Linked DNA regions of Sus scrofa: all the other regions are linked to region 4. Evidence: chromatin contacts called from public HiChIP or PLAC-seq data. All regions are on one chromosome and are shown on one strand. Each heading gives the region's core, a stretch centred on a gene start, on an enhancer-like site or on the middle of the called end of the contact. The rest is flanking DNA. Distances are from core to core; before and after follow the strand shown.

What was found. HiChIP or PLAC-seq counts read pairs in DNA pulled down with a chosen protein or histone mark.
Region 1: a contact with region 4 is called in an H3K27ac HiChIP or PLAC-seq map of skeletal muscle. The contact joins two enhancer-like sites. A contact is called at or near these places in 1 of 5 promoter capture datasets (liver), 9 of 47 Hi-C or Micro-C datasets (alveolar macrophages, embryonic fibroblasts, epiblast stem cells and 4 more) and 2 of 2 datasets of contacts at active chromatin or transcription factors (alveolar macrophages and skeletal muscle).
Region 2: an H3K27ac HiChIP or PLAC-seq map of alveolar macrophages shows a contact between it and region 4. The contact joins two enhancer-like sites. A contact is called at or near these places in 2 of 2 datasets of contacts at active chromatin or transcription factors (alveolar macrophages and skeletal muscle).
Region 3: an H3K27ac HiChIP or PLAC-seq map of alveolar macrophages shows a contact between it and region 4. The contact joins two enhancer-like sites. A contact is called at or near these places in 2 of 2 datasets of contacts at active chromatin or transcription factors (alveolar macrophages and skeletal muscle).

What each region holds. Positions count from the first base shown.
Region 1 is chr9:48,373,950-48,377,566 of Sscrofa11.1, forward strand. All of the region lies in intron 2 of LOC106504896 (a long non-coding RNA gene), which reads right to left. Among named protein-coding and RNA genes, the nearest start is that of SC5D, 19 kb to the left of the region's middle. Within about 2 kb of position 2,087, at least 19 of the 83 cell types and tissues checked have an H3K27ac peak or open chromatin away from gene starts, as enhancers often do. A contact at or near this core is called in alveolar macrophages and skeletal muscle, where this site is marked.
Region 2 is chr9:48,390,941-48,394,585 of Sscrofa11.1, forward strand. The region is part of intron 1 of LOC106504896 (a long non-coding RNA gene); the gene reads right to left. Among named protein-coding and RNA genes, the nearest start is that of SC5D, 36 kb to the left of the region's middle. Within about 2 kb of position 2,016, at least 15 of the 83 cell types and tissues checked have an H3K27ac peak or open chromatin away from gene starts, as enhancers often do. A contact at or near this core is called in alveolar macrophages, where this site is marked.
Region 3 is chr9:48,411,164-48,414,678 of Sscrofa11.1, forward strand. No RefSeq gene overlaps it. Among named protein-coding and RNA genes, the nearest start is that of SORL1, 22 kb to the right of the region's middle. Within about 2 kb of position 1,593, at least 1 of the 83 cell types and tissues checked has an H3K27ac peak or open chromatin away from gene starts, as enhancers often do. A contact at or near this core is called in alveolar macrophages, where this site is marked.
Region 4 is chr9:48,553,310-48,557,061 of Sscrofa11.1, forward strand. SORL1 (sortilin-related receptor) reads left to right here. Exons shown (of 50, transcript XM_021063014.1): 13 at 1-69. Among named protein-coding and RNA genes, the nearest start is that of SORL1, 120 kb to the left of the region's middle. Within about 2 kb of position 1,687, at least 26 of the 83 cell types and tissues checked have an H3K27ac peak or open chromatin away from gene starts, as enhancers often do. A contact at or near this core is called in alveolar macrophages and skeletal muscle, where this site is marked.

The DNA.
Region 1 (3,617 bases), core at 837-3,336, 180 kb before region 4:
GGTGTACGCCAGCAGCTGTAGCTCTGATTCAATGCACGCTTCCATATGCTGTGAGTGTGCCCCTAAAAAGCAAAAAAAAAAAAAAAAAAAAAAAAAAAAAAAAAAAAAAAAAAAAAAGAAAGAAAGAAAAGGAAGTAAAGAGGAATCGAAGACGGTTCCCACATCAAGGAGAGAGGCTCTCCTTTTTTCTCTCTCAGAGTTGTACTCGCACTGGAAACAAAACCCTCTGGTACTGGACTCTGACCATACATGGGTCAGTAATACAAGAACTGATTAGGGGGTTGAATGAATCAGTGTGGAGTTATTACATAACGCACTGCTCTACATACAAAAAAAGATCCTCAAAATTATTCATTGATTACACCAAGAAATGACAACCCTAGTAGGATATTAACTTCAGCTGGAGGGTAATTTGTCTCAGAGGCATTATAGACGCTCAGAGCTTTAAACAGTTTAGAGTCTCGTCTCTGCCATTTGCAGATTGTATGACCTTGGTTTCTCCATCTGTAAATTGATGAAAATACTGCCTACCTAATAAGATTAAATAAGTTAGAAACATTCAATTAAATGTTAACAGAGCCTATTATTCATGTAAATTGTGCTTAATGCCTCTTCTTTCTAGGTTCAGTGATTATTGTCATTATACCTAGGGTAAGCTCTTGATAGAAATCAGTTGCAGGGAGAAGAAAGCCTAGATGTTTAGGCCTTAAAATTGGAGGATAATTACAAAACAGAAATAGACTGACAGACATAGAGAACAGACTTGTGGTTGCTAAGGGGGAGGGAGGGAGGAGTGGGATGGACTGGAAGTTTGGGGCTAATAGATGAAAACTATTACAGTTAGAATGAATAAGCAATGAGGTCCTACTCTGTAGCACAGGGAACTACATCCAGTCTCTTGGGATAGATCATGATGGATGATAATACAAGAAAGGGTGTGTGTGTGTGTGTGTGTGTGTGTATTTATATATGACAGGGTCCCTTTGCTATATAGCAGAAATAGGCACAACATTCTAAAAAATTGGAGGATGGAGTTCCCCCTTTGGTGCAGCAGGAGCAGCAGAGTCTCTGGAGCTCTGGGACTCAGGTTCAGTCCCCAGCCCGGCACAGTGGGTAAAGGATCTGGCATTGCCGAAGCTTGGATCTGATTCCTGGCCCAGGAACTCCATATGCCACAGGGTAGGAATAGCCTAAAATAAGTTATTAATTAATTAAAAAATTTAAAAGTTGGAGAGTAAAAGACATGAGGTGAACTAGAGATAGGGGATACAGGGGAAAATCATAAGTAAAGCTATGATTTTCCATCGTGGCACAGTGGAAACGAATCCAACTAGGAGCCATGAGGTTCCAGGTTCGATCCCTGGCCTCATTCAGTGGGTTAACGATCTGGCGTTGCCATGAGATGTGGTATAGTTCACAGATGCGGATCGTATCTGGCGCTGCTGTGGCTCTGGCATAGGCCAGCAGCAAAAGCTCCGATTGGACCCCTGGCCTGGCAACCTCCATATGCCGCCAGTGTGGCCCTAAAAAAAAAAACAAGATAAAAAAAAAAGTAAAACTAAAATCACTGACTGAAAATTTTCTTTATAAGTGCTGTAAGATAACTAAATTATTTGTTGCTAAATAATTTTAAAAGTGCATTGCCATAAACTATAAAACCAGTCTATAAGATTTTCATATAAAGTAGGGGAAACTTGATTTCCCTAAGAAGTAACTTTGTTAAGAAAGATAAGAAGAGGAGTTCCCATTGTGGCTCAGCAGCAATGAATATGAAAATTTGAACATTAGGACAAGTATCAAAAGACTGAAATCATACAAAGTGTATTCTCTGAGCACACGGAAAATCAATAACAGAAAGAGATAGGGTATTAAAAAAATACATTGGTTCAAGTACTGGTTCCTTCTTTTATAAGGATTAAACCTTTCCAGTATCCTAAACAGCTCCCAATATTGAGTTTGCATAAGACATTGTGCAGAGCCCTTTACATGAATTATCTCGCTTAATTTTCAACAGATTGGCACCAGTCCTGGCATGCCCGCAGCCTAGGCATGCCACCACCTACCAGCAGGCCAGCTGCCTTAGAAACTCCTGAGCCCCCAGCCCACCACATGGCCCGGCCCCACCCCCTGGTGGACTGACACTAACCCTAGGCCCAGTGAGGCTCTGCTAACTTTGTTGGTATCCAGGGTGCTCAAAAGCAGGCTCTCACCAGCCCCAGGCCTCCTTGGGCCCCAGCCCCACCCATCTGCAGCCAACTCCAACCCAGGGACCACCAGGGCCCTGCAGCCAGAGATTGTGGGATCTGGTTCCACCAGCTGGTAGGCCAGCTCTAACCCTGTGTCCTCTGGGGCCCTGATGGCTGGAAACAAACACCTGGGTCTTGGCTTGCGTCACTGTATAACCATGGTCAGCTAACTTACCTGTCCAGGTCTTTCTCACTTAAAGGAAGAGTCCTTTTCTCACGAAATGAACATATCTCTTATATATTAGGCATTGAATACACGAATGAATATTGACAAGTGTGCAAAACACAGGCATGAAAGCTAGAGTTGCTTTGAAAGCCTAGACTAAAGGTAAATATAATTGGAGGAGAATATTCATTGTCATAGACCCTACAATTTTGTTCTTTCCGGTGGGTCTTTTCCTCCCCTATTATTTTGTTTTGTTTCGTTTTTTCCTGGCTGAGGCTGCGTAGTTTCTGAGATCTGACTGTAGGTGGCGCAGTTATACTTTGCGCATGTTTACAGCAGCAAAAGCAGAAGCGCCCACCCTTCATGTCTAGACACAGGACGTGCACGGAATCATAAAATCTTCGGACAAGAGGGCTCTGGAAAGGTCATCTACTCCCTCCTTGTCTTTAGAAAATCTTTCTCCTCAGCCAGGAGATGATGCACGCTCTCTGCTATATTCCTTTTAGCTGCATTTAAAGCTCTACTGTTCATTCCCAGCCATGTAGTTTAGGATCCACAACACCAAAATACGCCAAGAAACAGCCCCCAAATAAAATCCAGTGTGTGCTTGTGCACACTTCCTTTCCCTGTGGGATTATGTACCACTCTTTTTTTTTTTTTTTTTTTTTTTTTCTTTTTAATGGTGGCTCCTGAGGCAGTTCCCTGGCTGGGGGTGGAATTGGAGCTGGAGCTGCCAGCCTATACCACAGCCACGGCAACACTGGATCGAGCTGTATCTGTGACCTTTGCTGCTGTTTGCTGCAATACCAGATTCTTCACCCACTGAGCATGCCACAGATTGAACCGTCATCCTCATGGAGACTGTGTAGGGTTCTTAACCCACTGAGCCACCCTGGGAACTCCCTTTGGACAACTCTTGGTCCTACTGGAGATCAGGGTGGTTCTTGACATTCTGATGATTTAGTAAATGTCATCTCTGGATTCTCATGAATTATTTTGTCTTCGGTTGAGATTTCTCAGTATCTGGGGTTCTGATATAGAAGGGGAAAACATTAGGCAAATTTATTTTCAAAGTGGCAGGTCTGAAAATCATTAAGACGAGATGTGGACAGATGCAACCTCCTCACAGGCCCCCGGAAAACCCCATTCCTGTGACTTGCCTCTCACCCAGAAGCAGGTATATAAAAAGATGTATTTCAATTACA
Region 2 (3,645 bases), core at 766-3,265, 160 kb before region 4:
ACAGATTCTATATTTCTACAGACCTCTGTGTTTCTATAGGATTCTGCAGATGATTTTGTATTTCTGAATACGAGTCAGGGTTCTCCAGAGAAATAGAACAGATAGGATCTGGAATTTCCATTGTGAATCAGCAATAATGAACTAGACAAGTATCCATGAGGACGAGGATTTGATCCCTGGCCTAGCTCAGTGGATTAAGGATCTGACATTGCCGTGAGCTATGGTGTGAGTTGCAGACATGGCTTGGCTCTGATCCCTCGTTGCTGTGGCTGTAGCATAGGCTGGCAATTATGAAGGCTGAGAAGTCTCACGTTCTGCCATCTGCAAGCTGGGGACCCAGGAAACTGACGGTGTGATTCTAGCTGAACCTGAAGGTCCGGGAACCAGGAACACCCGTGGCGTCCGTCCCAGTCCAAGGGCAGAAGACAGATATTCAGGTAAGCAGTCAAGAAAAGAGAGAAGATTCTGCCTTCCTCCACTTTTTGCCCTGTTCAGCTCTCAGGGATTGGAGGATGCCCATCCACACTGATTGGGGCAATCAGATCCAAATGCTTATCTCCCCAGAAATGCCTTCACAGACACATCCAGAAATAACATTTAACCAGATAGCTGGGCATCTCATGGCCCAGTCAAATTGACACAAAAAATTTACCATCATACTAGATAAACCTTTATATCTTTAAAAGATAAATGTTGTCACCTGAGAGAATCTAGGCTCTGTGTGGGCAAGGCCTTATCTCTCTCTATTGATTTACAGCAAGTCTTTATCGAATCCATTATTAGGTTGCCCATGCATAGAATAGGGCCGGGCAGAGAAGAGAAGCACAATCCATTATCTAACGAATAAATAAACAAATGAAAAATGGGTCTTCACTAGCTACTTTTGAAACAGATTGATGCGCTTTTGATCATTATCTACACACTGCAGACCAAGGACTCACCTCATTTCTAACTAGTTCTCATCCTCAAGCCCTTGTCCATTCTGTTCGATGCTGCCCTCTTGCCCTCCCTTATGCCAGCAGGCCCCCACCCTCAGAGCCTCCAAACTCAGCTGTTCCCTATGCTTGGAATATTCTTCACCTCGAGTATAGCTATGGATCACTCCAACATCTCTTCTGGACCTGTGCTGAAATGTCACTTTTTAAGGGAACCATTCCCAACTGTCCTATTTTATTTTATTTTATGCCTATATCATGTGAAAGTTCCTGGGCCAGGCATTGAACCCGAGCCGTAGCAGGGACCCAAGCTACAGCTATGACCACCCCAGATCCTTAATTATTGGGTCACTAGGGACCTCCCCAAAATCTTAGATTTGTTTGTTTTTTCTCAACTCTCCTATATATATATATATTTTTTCTTTTTAGGGCCACACCTTAGGTATATGGAGGTTCCCAGGCTAGGGGTTGAATCGGAGCTATAGCTACCAGCCTACACCAGAGCCACAGTAACACGGGATCTGAGCTGTGTCTGCGACCTGCACTACAGCTCAGGGCAATGCCAGATCCTTAATCCACTGAGCTAGGCCAGGGATCAAACCTGCGTCCTCATGGATGTTAGTCAGATTCGTTTCCGCTGAGCCACGATGGGAACGCCCCCTCCCTACCCCGTCCTATTTAAATTGCAATTTCCACTCTTCACACTCCCTAAGCCCCCTACTCTGCCTTTGGTTTTCTTCTATCATGTGTGAGGCCGAAAAACAAGTCTTAATACATTTAAGAATGAAATTATATCAAGCATCTTTTCTAATCACAATGGTATGCAACTAGAAATCAGTGGCAGGAAGAAAACTGGAAAATTCACAGATATGTGGAGATTAAACAACATTCTACTGAAAAACCAATGGGTCAAAGAAGAAATCGAAAGAGAAATTAAGAAGATATTTTGAGAGAAATGAAAGTGAAAATACAACGTATCAAAACATTTAGTAATGCAGCAAAAGCAGTTCTAAGAGGGAAGTTCATAGATACATGCCTATATTAAGAAAGATTTTAGAGTTCTCTTGCAGCATGTGGGTTAAGCATTGTCACTGCAGTAGCCCACGTCATTGCTGTGGCACAGTTCAGTCTTTGACCCAGGAGCTTCTCTACGAGGCCAAAAAGAAAACAACAAACAAATAAAAAAAAAAAACCCAGATAGATCTCAAGTATCTCAAGAACTAGAAAAAGAACTAAATAAACCCAAAGTTAGAAGGAAGGAAATTACAAAGATCAGAGTGGAAATAAATAAATAGGAGTTTCTGTTGTGGCCTAGCAGGTTAAGAACCCAACTAGTACTTATGAAGGTGTGTGTTCAATCCTTGGCCTTGCACAGTGGGTCAAGGATCCAGCATTGTCACAAACTGCAGTGTAGATCGCAGATGCAGCTTGTATCTGGCATTGCCGTAGCTGTGGCATAGGCCAGCAGCTGCAGTTCCCAGCCGAGGAACTTCCATATGATGTGGGTGCAGCCTTAATAAATAAATATATTAAGACTGAAAAGAAAATAGAAAAGACTAATAAAAATTAAGAGCTGGGATTTTTTGGTTTTCGCCACCCCCCCCTTTTTTTTTTTTTGTCTTTTAACCTCTATGGAAGTTCCCAGGCTAGGGGTCGAATCAGAGCTGTAGCCGCCGGCCTATACCACAGCCACAGCAATGCGGGATCTGAGCCGCCTCTGAGACCTACACCACAGCTCATGACATCGCCAGATCCTTAATCCACTGAGCAAGGCCCGGAATCACACCTGCCACCTCATGGTTACTAGCCGGGCTTATTAACCACTGAGCCACGATGGGAACTCCTGGTTTTTGCCTTTTTTCTTTTTCTTTTTTTGGCCACCCCACAGCATATGGAGTTCCCGCTCTTGCAGCTGCAGCAATGCTGGATCCTTTAACCCACTGTGCCAGGCTGGGGATTGAACCAGCATCCTGGTGCTGCAGAGACACTGCCCATCCTATTGCTCCACAGCGAGAACTCCAAGAGCCGCTGTTTTAAAAGATAAACAAAATAGAAAAAGCTACGTCCAGCCAAAAACTGCACATGAATATGTATAGCAGCTTTATTCATAATTGTCATGACTCGAAAGCTATGAAGATGTCCTTTGGGAGTTGAGAAGATACATCCAGACAATGGACAATTACTCGTGGCTAAAAAAACATGAACAGACATGGAGGATACCTAAATGCCTATCATTAAGTGAAAAAAGCCAATCTGAAAAGGCTGAATACTAAAAAGTATGAGAGGCTGCATATAGAAAAGTCCAACTATTTGACATGCCGGGAAAGGCAAAACAATGAGGACAGTAGAAGGATCAGTGGTTGTCAGGGGCTGGGGGATGGAACCAATGCGTAGAGCCCAGAGGATTTTTAGGTCAGTGCAACTGTTCCGCATGATTCCACAAAGGTGGATATAGCTCACTACGTATTTGTCCAAACCCAGAGAACATACACAACCTTGAGCGAACCCTAATGTCAACTGTGGTCATTGGTTGAAAATGATATGTCCATGTAGGTGCAGGTATTGTAACAAATGTATTCATCTGGCGCAGAAAGTTGAACTTGGCAAGTATGTGAACATCTGGGGAGGGGGATATGGGAGCTTTCTGTATTCTAATTAATACTGCTGTGAACATAAAATCACTCTAAAAATAAAGTTATTGCTTGTTTAA
Region 3 (3,515 bases), core at 343-2,842, 140 kb before region 4:
AATGTGACCATATTTGGAAATAGGCTCATTGCAGATGTAATTAATGAGATGAAATCATGTTGGATTAGGGTGGCCCTTAATCCAGTATAACTAGTATCCTTATACAAAGAAGTAAAGTGGATACAAATGTGCACAGATGGAAGACAACATGAAGACACATAGGAAAAATCCCCAGTGATGACAAAGGCAGAGATGGGAGTGGTGCTTCCAGAATCTGGAAGAGGCAAGGAAGGATCCCCCTCTATAGGTATGAGAGGGAATATGGTCCTGCCAAGATTTTGATTTCAGACTTCCAGCTTCCAGAACCATGAGACAGTAAGTTTCTCCTGGTGTAAGCCACCCAATTTGTGGTACTCTGTTGTGGCAGCCAAAGAAGACTAATATAGTTGCCACATTACACTCTTGGCTATCTCTCCAGGGGATTTGAAGAAAGAAGGGAGACTGCAGTTCTGCTCTGCCATAAAACCATGTATCAGACTTGAGTGCTTTAGACCCTACAACTGACTTATTTATCCCCAGAGCCACTGGCCCTCACTCTTGCTCATTCCCTTTTCCGTCTCCAGCTACCAAGACCCTTGTTGGATTCCTGGTTTATCTACCTGATTTGTGACAAAAGCAAAGACTTTGTCTTCCTGCCCCACATTTTAGGGACATAAAGAAAAGCAAGTGGTTTTGTGTACAAGATTTGTTCTCCTAATATCTTTGGGGATGCAGGCTACATGAAGAACAAAAAAAAAAAAAAAAGAGTTAATAAGCTGTCAATCATATTCCAAGATAATACATGCACACTAGCACTAGCAAAAGTACGTTTGCTTTTAAATTGTTTGCTTACCAGTGGTACTGATCCATTACCTTCTCCCTGACCTTGTGAGAACAGATAAAGAGATAAACTATTGCTTCAGGATTGAGTAAAATTAATTTACCTATAGGGAAAAGGACCTATCATCACAGTTTCAGTTAACAGATTATATGATGTACAAGCTCATAAAACTCAGAAAAGTTAGAATTCTTTGCAAGTTTAGAAAAGATCTCAAGCTTGTTTAAGAAAAAAATAGAATTTATTGTAAAAAACAAAAGCAAAACAAAAAACTAGGGTGTGTCCTAGGGCTGGAGGAAGCGGACTGGAAGTAAAGGCCAGAAAGCCACCCATATTTGTTCTCCACTTTGGCTCTGCTCTTCTCTCTATAACTCATTTGATTTTGCACTGTTAGGTGCACCCACCTACTTGGCGGAAAGGCTGGCAAGTTCACATGCTACAGTCCCTGCCTTTAGCCTTCTCTAGGCGCCAATTTCTAATTCTTGAGACGAGACTCTGATTGGCCCAGCTCCAATCAAGAGCCCACCACTGCACCAATCAGGAGTAGGAGGGGTGGGGCAAGGGAAGGAGTGGGCAGCGCCACCAAACTGGAGCATGGCTGCCAGGAGACACCCGCAGTGGCTGTAAATGGCAGTGTCAGTGTCGAGGAAAATGGGCTCGCTGGTCGAACAATGGCGAAGACATCTTTTCCTATGTTGCTCTAAGAAGCTTCTCTAACCAGCCACACGGACGCAATAGTAATGTCCGGAGAGGGCTAGAACTAGACCAGCTAATTAGCTACTTCCTTGTTCTCAGTAGGACTCAGAGATGAGATCAGGGGTCAAGTCCTAGTGACTGACACCATGCTGTAGTTCGAATTGCCCCTCTGCTGGCAGCTCTTTCTCTCAGAATAAGTTCTCTGGCAGGAGACTCCTCAGTCCTATAAGCAAATGAGTTCTGTCAACACCAAATAAGCCATAGTGCACAGACAGTGAAAGATCTCCTAGACCTCTGAGTGCGGGCTCCATATCTGGAGCTGAGAAAGGGTTAAAGAGAGGAAACGGGGAGTTCCTTTGTGGCCTAGAGGTTAAGAACTCAATGTTGTCACTGCGGTGGCTTGGGTAACTGCTGTGGGGAGGGTTTGATTCCTGGCCTGGGAACTTCCAGCTGCCCAGGCACAGCCAAACAAAAACAAAAACAAAAACAAAAAAAAACAAAAAAACGGTGACGGGGAAAATGTTTCTTACTCGGAGGATAATTTTCTTAAGAGGTTGAGTTCATTGCCAAAGCCTCCTCCTTCCTTCCTTCCTTCCAGAGAATACAGAATACAGACACATTATGGTACAGAATAATCTGGGTTCAATCCTGTTCCCACTTTATCATTAAAACTCGGACTAAGACAGAGAAGGACAAATACAATACGGTATCATTTATATGTGGAATCAAAAAAAAAAAAAGGTGGCACTCAGAAGCAGAGAATAGAATGGTGGTTGCCAGAGGCCGGGGGTGAAGGGAAATGGAAAGATACGGATCAAGGGTGCAAACTTTTAGTTACACAGTGAATGAGTTCTGATGACCTAATATGCAGTATGGTAACAGTAGTTAATGTTACTATATCATATACCTGAAATTTGCTAAGTGGGTAGGTCTTACGTGTTCTCACCATCCCCCCTTAAAAAAGGTAATAATATGAGGTGACGGATGGGTTAATTAACTTGGTGGTGGCAGTCATTTAACAGTGTACACGTACATTAATCATCATGTTGTACATTTTAAATGTACACCGTTTTGTCCATGATGCCTCAGTTTAAAAATTAGAATTAAAAAGAAGATGGGAAGGTACTTACCCTTTCTAAACTATCTGCGACATGGTCATAATAGCGCCCTCCTCACAGAGCTATTAAGGAAGAAATGAGATAGATAGTCTGCAACAAGTGGTTATCATGGTGACTGATGAATACTCGCCAGCAGCTCTCAGTTTTATGACATGTGGACACACACCTCTTACTGGCATCTCTGTGGCCCTAGCCCGGCACTCTCTTCTATGATTTTCATTTTCTGTGGTAGAGAAAGCATCCATGACAGAAATCCTCAAAACGTAGGTGCCATTCTGTTTTGTTTGGGGTCTTTTTTTAAAGGTAAAGTTCCAATATTTAGCCAAAAATGAGAGTAATTTTTAACCTTTTTTTTTTTTTTTTTGTCTTTTAGGGCCATACCCTTGGCATATGGAGATTGAATCAGAGCTACAGCTGCTGGCCTACACCACAGCCACAGCAATGCCAGATCTGAGCCGTGTCTGCAACCTACACCACTGCTCACGGTAACGCTAGATCCTTAACCCACGGAGTGAGGCCAGGGATCGTACCTGTGGCCTCGTGGATCCTAGTCAAATTCATTTCCACTGAGCCACGACAGGAACTCCTAATTTCTAACCATTTTTAAAGATGAGGAACAGTTAATTTACCATGATGTGTTAGCTTCAGGGGTATAGCAAAGGCATTCAGTTTTTTATATAATCTTTTTCAGATTCTTTTCTATTATAGGTTATTACAAGACATTGAATATAGTCCCCTGTGCTATACAGTAGGTCCTTGTTGATTATCTTTTTTTTTTTTTTGACCACACTCTGGGCATGTGGAAGTTCTCGGGTCAGGGATCAAACCTGAGCCACACCAGCAACCCAAGTCCTTACAGTGACAATGCAAGATCCTTAACCTGC
Region 4 (3,752 bases), core at 437-2,936:
CTACACGTGGGGAGACCATGGCGGCATCATCGTGGCGATCGCCCAAGGCATGGAAACCAACGAGCTAAAGTAAGTGTCTGATGAAGCTTGTTAATGTCTCACTGTTCTCCCAGAAGTTCAACTCTGTAACTTTAAGTGGACCACTTCGATGTAGCACTAGATAATATTGACAGCACAGTTTGTGACTCGGGAAATCGCTTTAACGTTCTTTGTTTATAAAATGGGAATAATAGGAATTCCTGCAGTGGCACAGCAGGTTAAGGATTTGGCATTATCTCTGCAGCGACTTGGGTGCTTAAGGAGGTTTGGTTTTGATTCCTGGCCTGGCTCAGTGGGTTAAGGATCCTGTGTTGCTGCAGCTGTGGTATAGGTCACAGTTGGGGCTCAGATTTGATCCCTGGCCTGGGGCTTCCATATGCCACAGGTATAGCTGAAAAAGAAAAAAAAATGAAAATAGCAATCTGCCCTTCCTATCTCAGAGGGGAACAAATCATGTTATTTTATTGATTTGAAAAAGCATAGCTCTGTATAAGTATAAATATAAATTAAGAATGACTAAAAATTGACTAGACTCTTTGTTGTCTTTTTTTGCTTTGTATGTGACAGTTACTCATAGAATAATAATAAATGACACATGAATGATAATTTCAGAATGCATGTTACTTGATGGCCAAGTGACTTTTACTGTGATACATTTGGTTTTGGGATTGCTACAGACAGACCTGGAAAGGACATTTGGGGTTAATGGTCTCATTTTACAGATGAGAATACTGAGGCTCGGCAAGGTAAAACTTGCCCAAGATACCCACATTTGTCAGTAATCAGCACACAGGTCTTTAAATTACGTCCTATACTCTTTTCAGTGTATTCCTCTGAAAAGCAAAAATGTCAAGACTTTAAGTCTGATTTCATCAGAACCAGTTCTTTCATTACTCTGTCCAAATTAGAACAAAAGGTAAATCATTTAGCATTGGGTCAGGACTGACCAGCTCTCACTTCTTGCTTTTGAGAGGGCTTTTGTAATCATCTTGTTGAATGCAAGGAAGAAAGCTTGCTTTTCCTTTGCTCCTTTTAGAAACAGGGCCAGCAGCAAAAAGAGGCGGGTGGTTTGAAAAAGGGGATCTTAGCAGCTGGCTTCCTCCGTGGTTAATTGGACATGCGCTCAGTGGCCTGGCCTCTAGGAAGCAGAGTCCCGGTGTTCTGCGGTCCAGCTGGCTGCTCTCGGGTCTGTGTGGCTCTGGTCAGCGGCTGCTTTCGAGCCAGGAGTCAGAAGAAGCCCTGTGCGTTCAGAGCACTCTGCACCCATGTTCGGATTGGTGTTTGGCCAGATGAGGAGAGTCCCAGAGCTCAGTGCTTCCCACATGCACGTCAGCATTTACTTATCCAGTAACTTATTAATTCCCAGCTCACACATTTCGAAAGCACTGATGGTGCCCAGTGAGGTGTATCTAAAGAGAAATCTGATGTTTTCCTCCACCCTCATGGAATCCATCCTCTCGGGGTTAGATCCACAAGTAAACAGGTGATGTTTAGGACACTGCATGAGAATTCCGGTGGGGGACATAGTTTGGCTTCCTGGGGAGACATTTCATCCTGTGTTCAGCAGTCAGCCTGCAGAGACGGTTTTCCCTGTTCTAATGCTTCTCCAGTTTGCATTTGCATTCCAAGCTGGCTTCTCTGAAGTAGGCAGCGTGAGCCTGGTCCTCTTACACCATCTGTCGGTGCATATGTGCTCAGGGAACACAGCGTCATTGCTCGCTAGCTGAAGCAAAACATGAAAATACACCTGCTGCCAGAAAAATTACAGCACCCTCCCCAGACATTGGACAATGCCTTTGGGATTGTAGACCTGAGGGCTGTGGACACACCAGCATTCCTCTGCGTAGGTCGTTAAGAGGTGTATGGTTCAGATAAAGCGCTTGCACACATGAGACTCTGTTCAGGCCTTATGTTAACAGGTGCATATGTCCCATAGGTCAGTCTGAGCTTGGTTGAAATCTAGGTAGCAAAGCCACCTGCCGTTTACTCAGTATGTTGCTCAGAGGCCCCTTTTTTGAAGAACACTTTTTTTTTTTTGCTTTTCCTGCTGCTTTGCTTTTGACCTGTGGGCTGTCAGCTTCATCAGAAGAGAAGCAGGAAATAATACTGTAATTAGTTCAGATCCTTCCAGCCACACAAGAGGAGGCTGCTTCTGACCCAGCTGGATTTCTGTGGCTGGTCTAGGGCTGCAGGCCCTCCCAAGTCCAGTCTCTCCCAGTCCTAGCCATGGCTCCCTCCTTTGAGCCGCATAGCATTTTTCAGCGGCTGTCTTATTGATACAGCATTTATCATGTACTGCCTCCCTTTCTTAGTTACCTTTTCGTATGCCTGAATTCCTCAACTCGTTAGCAGGGCCTTCATAGACAGGGATTTCTATTTTATGCGGGCCAGCAGGCACTTAGTAAACATTGGATTGTTTAGTAAATAGATCTTGCACAGTTAGTCTTCTGAGATTTTTCTTTTCCTGATTTATAAAACTGGAAGGCGTGGGGTAGTATGGCAGCTGCACAGCTCTGGGGGTGGGGGGCGCACTCATTGTGCTCTATTGTAAATGACCATCCCTTGGAGCTCAAATGTGATGGGGGGGAGTCCTCAGAGGTGTGCAGCTTGGGGAGAATGTGCCTGTTGGGAGTTAGGACCCAGGCTGGATGGAACTTGAGCTTGTTTCTGTTAGGCATCATTTCAGGTCAATTACACAAACATATGTTGAATATCCACAATGAGCCAGATGTTGTTCTCGGAACCGAGGACACAGAGGTGAGGGCGACATCCTCTGGGAGCTGTCCAGCCCCACCGTGGCTGTGGGTCCGGGATGTTTCTGAGGCAGCTTTGGAGGGAGGGGCTTTCTGACCCAGAGGGCACCCAACCTGAGGGAGGAAGCAGTGACATCACTAAGCGTTTTAGTGGGGACAGAGGTTGGAACATCGCTTCAAGTCAGATTACATTGTGGGGTTTGTTTTTTGGTTGTTCTTTGACATTATTCACGTCTTTCTCTTCCTGATGAGCACAGGGAACTACGGGTTCACTCTTGCTTGTTTCAGCTTCTGCCTTGATTCTCCGCTGAGGCCGTTTTCTTTGTTGCTGTTAATTGAAATTGAGAGTAAGAAGTGGAACGCTTTGTTTTGCTCCTACGTCTTCGTGTCTGAGATGAGTAAACACGGAGTCACCTACCCCTCCGTTCAGCATGCTGTCCCTGTGCACCTCCTGGTGGGGGGGTGGGGGCTGATGGTGTGTCGTGGGTGGAGTCGATGTTCTTCAGAAAAGGAGCCTTGCAGCTTTTGCCCTCTGACCAAAAACAGACCCAAACCCAAGTTTGTCGGCTTGATCCTTGCACGTTAGGGGTGTAATCCAGTTCCATCTCTTCCTGGAAGTTTGCCTGTCCGCATAATGGTGGTATTGCTAGTTACTAATAATACCTTGGACTTTTCCCAAAGCATCTTTCCTCATAGGAGATTCCCGATATCACAGGGCTTGCCTCTGGGAGTCCTAAAAAGCCACTGCAAAGACTACGCCCAGCAGAGCAGCTGTCTTTTCTGGATCTGAGTTCTGGAAGCAGCTTCCCAGTTCCAGAGTGTGGGATGTGGCAGTTAACCTATTTGCTTGATTGCAGAACCCACCCTCGTGGTAATTTACTTGGATGGTTGCAGAGAGCACCCCACTCCTCTCAACAATTGCATCCTAACCCCTTGTGGTGGTTTCTTCTGCCCCTGGAG